Regions from separate parts of the Ovis aries genome. Here region 1 is linked to region 2. A link is a contact called in public Hi-C data. All regions are on one chromosome and are shown on one strand. The core of a region is the stretch at or near the end of the contact, and the rest is flanking DNA. Distances in the headings are between cores, read along the strand shown.

What was found. Hi-C and Micro-C count contacts between places; a contact is called where the count stands out from the background.
Region 1: a Hi-C map of blood shows a contact between it and region 2, with 1.9 times the contacts expected there. The contact joins the enhancer-like site here to the promoter of SPACA6 in region 2. A contact is called at or near these places in 4 of 16 Hi-C or Micro-C datasets (blood and tail adipose tissue).

What each region holds. Positions count from the first base shown.
Region 1 is chr14:57,805,230-57,809,764 of ARS-UI_Ramb_v3.0, forward strand. It overlaps LOC101103089 (zinc finger protein 84), which reads right to left. Exons shown (of 6, transcript XM_060398824.1): 6 at 1-4,535. Among named protein-coding and RNA genes, the nearest start is that of HAS1, 14 kb to the left of the region's middle. Within about 2 kb of position 2,317, at least 2 of the 54 cell types and tissues checked have an H3K27ac peak or open chromatin away from gene starts, as enhancers often do.
Region 2 is chr14:57,764,528-57,769,336 of ARS-UI_Ramb_v3.0, forward strand. SPACA6 (sperm acrosome associated 6) reads left to right here and starts at 2,323. Exons shown (of 10, transcript XM_015100074.4): 1 at 2,323-4,809.

The sequences.
Region 1 (4,535 bases), core at 1,067-3,566, 41 kb after region 2:
GGGTGACTGGTGCCCACCCCCGCCCCAGAGTCCTCACCCCCTGAACCTCTGAGTGTGATCTCAGGTGGGAAAAGTCTTTGTGGGTGTGATGAGGTTAAGGATTTTTATGTGAGATCACCCCTACCTAAATCCAATGCTGGAATCCTTTCCAGAGTGAGGCACATACGTTAAGGCATGTATATGAAATCTAGAAAAATGGCGCAGACGAATTTATTTCCAAGGCAGGAATAGAGACGTAGACATAAAGAAAGGACATAGGGACATGGGGGGAGCAGAGGGTGGGACGAACTGGGAGAGTAGCGTGGAGATATAGACACTACCTCGTGTGCAATGGATGGCTAGAGGGAAGCTGCTGTAATAGCACAGGGGCTCAGCCTGGGGCTCCGTGATGGCCTAGAGGGGTGGGATAGGGGTGGTGGTGGAGGGAGGCTCAAGAGGGAGGGGATATATGTATTCATAGCGCTGATTCACGCTGTTGTACAGCAGAAACTAACACAACATCGTAAAGGAGTTATACTCTAATAAAAAGAATTATCGTATATTAATGTGTAATATATGGGCTCTAGAAATACATATGGACCTTATGCAGGGCAGGAAATGAGACGCCGAGGTAGGGAACAGACAAGCGGACACAGCAGGGAAGGAGAGGGTGGGATGAGTTGAGAGAGTGGTATCAACATATATGCACTACCATGTTTAAAGCAGGGAGCGAGAGGGAAGCTGCTGTACAACCCAGGGAGCTCTGCCTGGGGCTCTGTGATGCCTTAGAGGGGTGGGATGGGGGCGGTGGTGGAGGCGGGCTCAAGAGGGAGGGGATATATGCATTCATACAGCTGATTCACGTTGCTGTAGACCAGAAACTGACAAAACATTGTAAAGCAACTATATTCCAGTAATAAATTTTTAAAAACAATGAGTGACCAAATTAAAAAAAAAAAAAAAGAGTAAGGCTGAGGGAGATTAGTAAATAGGAGACGGAAAGGAGAAGGTGATGTGAAGACAAAGGTAGAGATTGGAGGGATGTGTCTGTCAGCCAAGTGTATTCATTTTCCAGGACTTCTGTATAGCTTACCGCAAACTTTTGGCTAAAATCAAGAGAAAGTTGCTGCCCCATAGGTCTTGAGGTGGAAGGCTGAGGTCAAGGTTTTGGACAGGTTGCGACTGAACTGTGAACTGTGGTGTTGGAGAAGACTCTTGAGAGTCCCTTGGACTGCAAGGAGATTCAACCAGTCCATCCTAAAGGAAATCAGTCCTGAATATTCACTGGAAGGGCTGATGCTGAAGCTGAAACTCCAATACTTTGGCCACCTCTGATGTGAAAAACTGACTCATTGGAAAAGACCCTGATGCTGGGAAATACTGAAGGCAGGAGTACAGGGCGCCAGAGAATGAGACAGTTGGATGGCATCACCATCCAACTGGATGGACATGAATCTGAGCAAACTCCGGGAGTTGGTGATGGACAGGGAAGCCTGTCATGCTGGGTCCATGGGGTCGCAGAGTCAGACATGACTGAGCGACTGAACTGTGACTCTGAAGGCTCTGAGTCTTTTGGGGCCTTCTTGAGTTTTTGGTGGTTTGCTGGCAACCTCTGTCTCTCTCCTTTTGTAGAAGCATCACCTGAATCTCATCTTCACATGACGTTCACACTGTGTGTGCATCTGTGTGCTGGTTCCCTTTTTCCTAAGGACATCTGGTCATACTAAGGGCTGACCAGACTTCACGATGACCTCATCTTAACTGAAATGACTATATAGGCAACAACCTCATATCCAAATAAGGTCGCATTCAGAGGTGCTGGAGGGTTAGAACTTCAACTTAAGAATTTGGAGGAGCAGGGGTTACAATTTAATTTATCACATCAAGGATTGCTGGGAACCACTAGAAAGGAGGAGGAAGTCTTGAACGGATCTCCCTGAGAACCATCAGAAAGAACCCCTCCCCACTCCACACACACACCTTGATTTCAGACTTCTAGGCCCCAGAGCTGTGAGAGAACACATTTCTGTGGTTTGAACCCACCCAGCTTGTGGTCATGAGTTACAACAGTCCTAGCAGACCAATACATCAGCCTGATGCCTGGCCTGCAGTAAACCAGGAACCAGTCTTTGCCCTGGAGAAGCTCACGGGGACCCTCCTCTTCTCAGGCAGCAGGGACCAGAATGGGTTACAAGGAAGGTTTTCCCTTGCCTCCCTCCCCAGGTCCGAGGAGTCACAGTAAATTCTGCTGAAGGATTTGTCCCTGTGTTGACTGCTGAAGGGTGGGGCTGGAGGAAGGAAGGTTGTGGGGAGGAGGGGGAAGGGCCACGTCATTGTGGTCTGGACCTCAGAGGGTTGAAAAGGCAAGGAGAGCAGGCTTGTCTCCAGCAAGTCGAAATAGCCATACCGTGGAGGGTGCCGCGATACATGCCAAGTCCGCATGGGATACATACATACCCACTTCGTATTCAACGTTGTTGTTGTTGTTCAGTTGCTCGTGACTTTTTGTGACCCCACGGACTGCAGCACATCAGGCTTTCCCATCCTTCACCATCTCCCTGAGTTTGCTCAAATTCATGTCTACTGAGTCGATGATGCCATCCAAGTATCTCATCCCTTCGCCTCCTGCCCTGAATCTTTCCCAACATCAGGGTCTTTTCCAATGAGTCAGCTCTTTACATCAGGTGGCCGAAGTATTGGAGCTTCAGCTTCAGCATCAGTCCTTCTGATGACTATACAGGGCTGATTTTCTTTAGAATTGACTGGTTTGATCTCCTTGCAGTCCAAGGGAATCTCAACAGTCATCTCCAGTACCACCGTTCGAAAGCATCAATTCTTCAGCACTTGGCCTTCTTTATGGTCTAACTCTCACATCCATATATGACATTAGCTCCAGCAAAACATCGACCTCAGTTATAATAGCTTCCATATTAAAGAAGAGAAAAACTGAAGTTCAAAAAAGGGGGGATGAGGTCTCTAGGGTCATACGAGTACTAACAGAGCCAGAGTTTGAACGCGCTCTTCCAGAATCCCAAGCACAGGTGCTGTCTGGACTGTGGTATGCTGGTAAACATTAACAGCCAGCTCTCAAGGGAAAAAAGTAGGTCTGTATATAAATATGTATGTTTACGATAAATTTTACTGATTATAAATGATACGTAGCAGATACTTTGGGGCTTCTCTGGTGGCTCAGTGGTAACGAATCCACCTGCCAGTGCAGGAGACTCAGGTTCGATCCCTGGGCTGGGACGATCCCTTGGAGGAGGGCATGGCAACCCACTCCAGTATTCTTGCCTGGAGAATCCCATGGACAGAGGAGCCTGGTGAGCGAATAGTCCTTGGGGTCGAAGAAGAGTTGGACATGACTTAGCAACTAAACAACGACAACAACAAAGCAGACAGCTTACAAATCAGACTTCAACACACAATACTCTACTGTAAATTCCATACCATGGTGGTTTCTGGACAACTTGCTACTTCTTACAACTGATGATGTGAGTGTCTGTTGGTATCTTTGTTTATGTTAATAAGAGGCAAACGTGAAACAAGGAATATGGATGTTGAAACTTCAAGGGTCCATCGAAATTTAAGACAGTAATTAGGAAAGGCTGAATCTGAGAATTTGTTACCTTTGTTTTGACGATCACTTATTCACTGTAATTTTATAGGACTGATTTCTTTTTTAGAAAATATTTATTTAATTTTTAAAAATTATTTATTGGCTGCACTGGGTCTTAGTTGCAGCACCCAGGATCTCTGATCTTCCTGGAGGCTTGCGTGCAGGATCTTTAGTTGCTGCATGTGAGATCTAGTTCCCTGAACTGGGGTTGAACCCCAGGCCCCTGGCATTGGGAGCAAGGAGTCTTACCCAAGGGATCACCAGAGATGTCTCTACAAGATTGATTTCTAATAGTGGCTCATAAAATTCCTGACACGTTAACGGCTGTCTGGAAGCCATCACGAGCCATCTCAACACACGGCTGGTGTTGCCCCCTCTGATATATGAGTGGGCGGGTGGGAGGGAGAAAGACACGGGTGGCAGTCATGTCAGAGTCCCAGGAGTCATGTGCCCTGGCTACTTTGAGGCTTGGGAGATGGAGTCCAGCTCCTGCCGCTGGAAATAGTCTTGACAACAGAGGACCCTTGTCCACAGTGGTCTCTCTGCCTCGGGCACTGTCCAGCTGCCCCAGGTCACTGGTGATTGTGCTCGGAACTCAGCTATTTCTGTCTGCGGTGCTGGTGTTTCTCCCAGCCTCCAGGTGTGTGGATGGGGCAGGGGTGGGGAAGGATATGACAGTGTTTTCACAGACTCTACTGAATGCCTGTATCCACTCATTCTGTGTCATGCGTTCAGCTGTGGCAGATGCTAAAACTCACTGCCCTTTCCATTCGCTGTTCCAGGAAATAGCTTCTTCCACCCCTTCCTCCCTCCTCCATCCCTCTGTCCCTCCCTCTCTTTTCTCTCTCTCCCTTTTCCTTTCCTCCATCTCCTCTCCCTCACTCCTTCGCTTCTCTCTCGTCTCTCACCTCTCTCCCCCTCCCTCCTTTTTCCTCTC
Region 2 (4,809 bases), core at 1,073-3,572:
TCCTACCATTAGTAATCAGTGACAAAATTTAAAGAACCTAGAAGTATTTATCAAATATCTGGGTCAAGAGGCTTCAGAGCATTGGAAGAAATTATAGTTTTTAAAAAAACAGTAATTTGCATATTCATAATCATTAGTTTCTTTATGTGAAAAACCCCTCCTAGTTGATAACAAAAATGGATGAATAAGGTTTCCCAAGTGACACTAGTGGTAAAGAACCCGCCTGCCAATGAAAGAGACATAAGAGACGCTGGTTTGATCCCTGGGTCAGGAAGATCCCTTGGAGGAGGGCATGGCCAACCACTCCAGTATTCTTGCCTGGAGAATCCCATGGACAGAGGAGCCTGTTGGGCTACAATCCATGGGGTCACAAAGAGCTGGACACGACTGAAGCGACTTAGCACACACACATGGATGAATAATACAGGATACAGTGTTAAAAAAAAAAAAGCATAGAATAATATGATCCCACCTGGGGACAAAAAAGAGGGGGTTAGTATAATACATGCGTGAAAGTGAAGGTCGCTCAGTCCTGTAGGACTCTTTGCAACCCTATGGCCTATACAGTCCATGGAATTCTCTAGGCCAGAATACTGGAGTGGGTACCCTTTCCCTTCTCCAGGGGATCTTCTTAACCCAGGGATCGAACCCAGGTCTCCCGCATTGCAGGCAAATTCTTTAAGCTGAGCCATAAGGGAAGCCCAATAAACAAGTACAAAAGGATATAATTCTTCTGGAAAGATTCATAAGAAACTGGTAAGCATGAGCTGTCCCCAGAGAGGAGTGGATGGCCAGGGACAGGGCAGGAGGAGACGGCATTTTTCACTGTTGGAACCCCAGGACCCTACACTCACCACTCCCTCAGTGTGTCCTCAATATGTCCTCTGGGCCCTAATGTCCACTAGGTCCCAATCGGCACACAGTGCCTGCCCTCTTCTGCACCCCCTTCTCCCTCTGGTTCCCCATCCAGAACAACTCCTGGCCCCCGCAGTCTCAGGGCCACACTCCTGGTTGTTTTATCTTCCTGACCTCTTCCATCCTCATCACCCTCCTCACATTCTCTGTCCCACCCCCTCCTCTGGGTCCCCAGGGTCCCCGCCTCGGATCAGGCAACCATCTCCCCATCCTCCAGCAGTCTCTTCCCCCCAACTCATCCCCCACAGGCCCCAGAGGGATCACTTTGACACCCCAAATCTGACCCTGCCCCTCCCTTTGCTCCCAGACACCCACATGGGAAAGTTCCCCGCCCCGGCCAGCCAAGCGCTGGGCACCTGGCCCCGCCCACCACCTCAGCCTCCTCTTGCAGGCTCCTGAGTTCCCATCAGACTTGACCGCCCGCCCTTCTCCCAGAATCGCCCCCCTGGTTTCCTCTGGGCCTCTGCTTCAGCTGTGCCCTCCGCCTGCAATGCCCGTACGGACGCCTCTCTCTCTCTCTCTGTCTCTCTCTCTCTCTCACACACACAATTCAGATCTAACTTCTCCTAGTTCTTGGAGGTCACAACCACCGCCTTGTCTGGAGGCCCTTTCGGCTATCGCCAGCTGAAAGGATTCCTGCCCCATACCCCGGGGCTCCCACAAGCCGCTGGATCCTCCCTTCGTCATACCCCGATCGCCCAGGATTGGAACTGTCTGCGTCTGGGTCTGTCTCCTCCATCAGACTTGTGAGCTCGGACTGCAAGGGCAGATCTGGGTCTGATTCACCTTTCCGTCCCCCAGTGGGTGGGTGGGTGGAGAAACCGAAGCGGAGGGAGGGGAAGGAGGCTGGGAGAGCAGAAAGGGGGAGACAGAGCGAGGAGAGGAGAAGACCCTGATGGAGGGGCGCGGGGGGCGTGATGTAAGGAGAAAGAGAGACGCGGAGACGGAGACACGGGGGCGGGGGGGGGGGGGGGGGGAGCACAGGGCCAGGAGGAGGCAGGCAGAGTGAAGGAAAGGGAGGAGAGGTGGAGGGGACGAAAGAAAGCAGAGAGTAGAGAACCGGCCCCGGCCGAGGGAGGAGGGAGGGAGGAGCGGGAGCGCCGCCGGCTCACCCTACCGCCTCCCGGCCCCTTTTGTCCCTTCCCTCCTCCCTGCGTCACGCTCCCCGGCCCGGCCTCTCCGCCCCGCTCCCTCCCCCGCCCCGCTCCCTCCTCCCCGGGGCTGGATGGAATTTTTTCCCCTGGACCGGGGCCAGCTCCGGGGCAGGGGCGGGGCGGGGGGGGGGGGGCGGTGGCGGTGGTGGAAGCCAGGCCGGACTGGGCCGGGCGGTGGGGAGGGGCCGGGGCGGGGGCCCCCCTGGGGAGGGGGCTGATCCGCCGGGGTCCCGGGCGGGGGAGCCGGGCCCGCAGAACCGGGAGGAGGCCCAGGCCGGAGGGAGTCGGGGAGGAGGGAAGGAGGATGGCTGGGACGCCGGGAGGAAGGGGAGAGGCCGTCGGGCGGCGGAGGCGGGGAGAGGATGGAGAGCTGGCGGCGGTGGCGGCGGCGGCAGCGGGGCCCGGCTCGGCCCGGCCCCGGGGGGTTGCCCGCCGAGACCCTTCCCCCGACGCGGGAGCGGTGGAGCCGTGAGTCTACGGAGAGGCAGGGGCGTGGGACCCGGGGCCCGGACTCCAGGGTCCTTGGATTTCTGGGTTCCTGGAGGAGGAGGCGGGGGCTGGGGACCCAGAGTCCCGAATCCTTGTAGGTGGGAACTGGGGGGCCTGGATTCCGGGGTTCAGGAGGAGGAGTGGGCCAGGAGCACCTCCTAGATTCCACTGGGAGGGGAGAGATGGGGCTGGGATAGCTAGAGAGGCTCGGAGCCGGAGGAGACTCGGGAGGGGTGCCCTCCCGCGCCCTCAGGGGAGCTCAAGGGAGAGGCTGGCTCTGGAGGTGCCTCTGGCCGCGGAAGGGTTAACGTCTGGCTGGAGGGGCGGGGGAGGGGCAGGGAAGGGGCTGCGGGGCTCTGAGGGGTCAAGGGTGAGCCGAGCCAGTGGGAGGGGGCTGCCGAGGAGGGGGAGGTTGTCTGGGCTGCCAGACAGGCCAGGGTCAGCGGCGGGGGCAGGGGATGTCTGGCGCAGGAGAGGCCCAGCGTCCAGGCTCCCTCGGGGACCGGGATTCCAGTCCCCGGCCCCCTCCTCCCTCAGACCTGGGCGTCCGCGACCCGGCCCCTCCCGCAGAATTCCAGCGTCCGAACCCCAGCCCCCATTTTTTAGCCCTGGACCCTGGAGCCTCCAGCCTCTTCTTCCCTCAGCCCTTGGAAGGGAGGAAGGGGGGGGGGCGGGTCCACATTCCAGCCCCCTGATTCTCCATGAAATCCCAGAGTTCGGGCCCCCAGACCCTTTCTCCCCCTAACCCAGGTGTCCCCACCTCCTCCTCTTTGGCCCCAGCTGGAGTCCAGCCCTCTGGGGGTTAAGGGGGCGGGGCCACTGGTTGCCATGGTGCCAGACTGTTTGGGTCTGCTCTCTGACCCTTGGGGGCTCCCCAGGGTCTGCGGGGAGGGGGAGGGGGGCCCAGACCTGGGCGAAGTCCTGCGCCAACCCTTTCCCCGGGTCGGGCCTGCGGGCCCGGGGAGTCCGCGTTTCCGCCGAGGCCCGGTGCGGTGACCTCGATCGGGTCCTGACCCCCGCCCCCCGCCCTCCGCTCTCTGCGGGCCTCAGTTTCCCTAGGAGAGACGTGCCGGAGCCGCAGGGCGATGCTGCGGCCCCGCGAACCCTGAGGACGCTCGGCTTCCCTCGGCTCGCACCCCCTCCCCAGGCCCCCGGCAGCCCCGGGGCATGCTGGGAGCCCGGGCCTGGGCTTCGGGCCAGGTTGGGGGGGTCGGGGGGGCGGGGGCCGCCTCCTCCCTTCCCCTTCCTCCCCACCTTGGCCCGGCTCGCGCCCCTGCCGGAGGGTCGGGGAGGCCGGGAAGGAGGGAAGCGGGATGCGAGCGGGGTCCGCGGACCCGTCCCTGGGCTCCCCCCTCCGCCCTTCCCCCCGGCCTCCCCCGCCCCTCCGCGCCTCCCCGCCTCCCCAGCAGGTCGCTACCCCGGCCCTGGGCCCCTGCGCGAACCACCCCCACCCCACCCCCAGCTCCAGACCTGGCTCCGAGCTGCGGCGAGGGGGAGGGAGAGAAGGAAGGAGAAGGGGGGGTGGAGGGAGGCGAGAGACCCGGGAGGGAGAGAAGGAGAAAGAGAGAGAGAGAGGCAAGGAGGGAGACGGAGGGGGAGAAGGAGGCCGGGAGATGGAGAGACGAGGGAGGGAGGCAGGCAGGGGGAAGAGGGTTGTGGGGGGGGGGGGGGGGGGGGGGGGAGAGTGAGACGGGGAAATCGAGGGAGAGAAGGGAGGAAAGGGACAAAGACAGAGGGAGGGGGGCGGAGCAGGGGAGGGGGCAAGGCCGGAGGGAAAGGGAAAGAAGCAGAAAGGAGGAGAGGAGAGAGAGCAAGGCGGGGGAGGGCGGAGAGACACGGCCTGAGAAAGGCCCCTGCGAGCCGGGGACGGCCGCGCGCGGGGGGAGGCGCGGCTGGGCAGCGCAGAGCCGGGGAGGAGCACACGGAGCCTGCAGGAGATGGGGACCAGGTGAGGCCGAGGGCGAGCAGGCCGGACCGGGAGAGAGGACCGGGAAGATGGAGCTGGAGCGGGAGACGGCGGGAGCGAGACCGCTGGAGCCCTGGACCGAGGCGGAGGTTCTCAGGTGCACAGACTCAGCCCCGGGCTGGGGAGGGCGGGTGCTGGGCCCTCTAGCCTGGAAGGCCTGGCCCCTCCCACTCCTGCCCCCGCCACCCTCCCCACCCCAGCCTACGGCTGGCTGGGGCTCAGCCTTACCACCTGCGAAATGGGGGTGCCGATGGCACCTCGCGCTCAGCCGGAGAGATGACACAG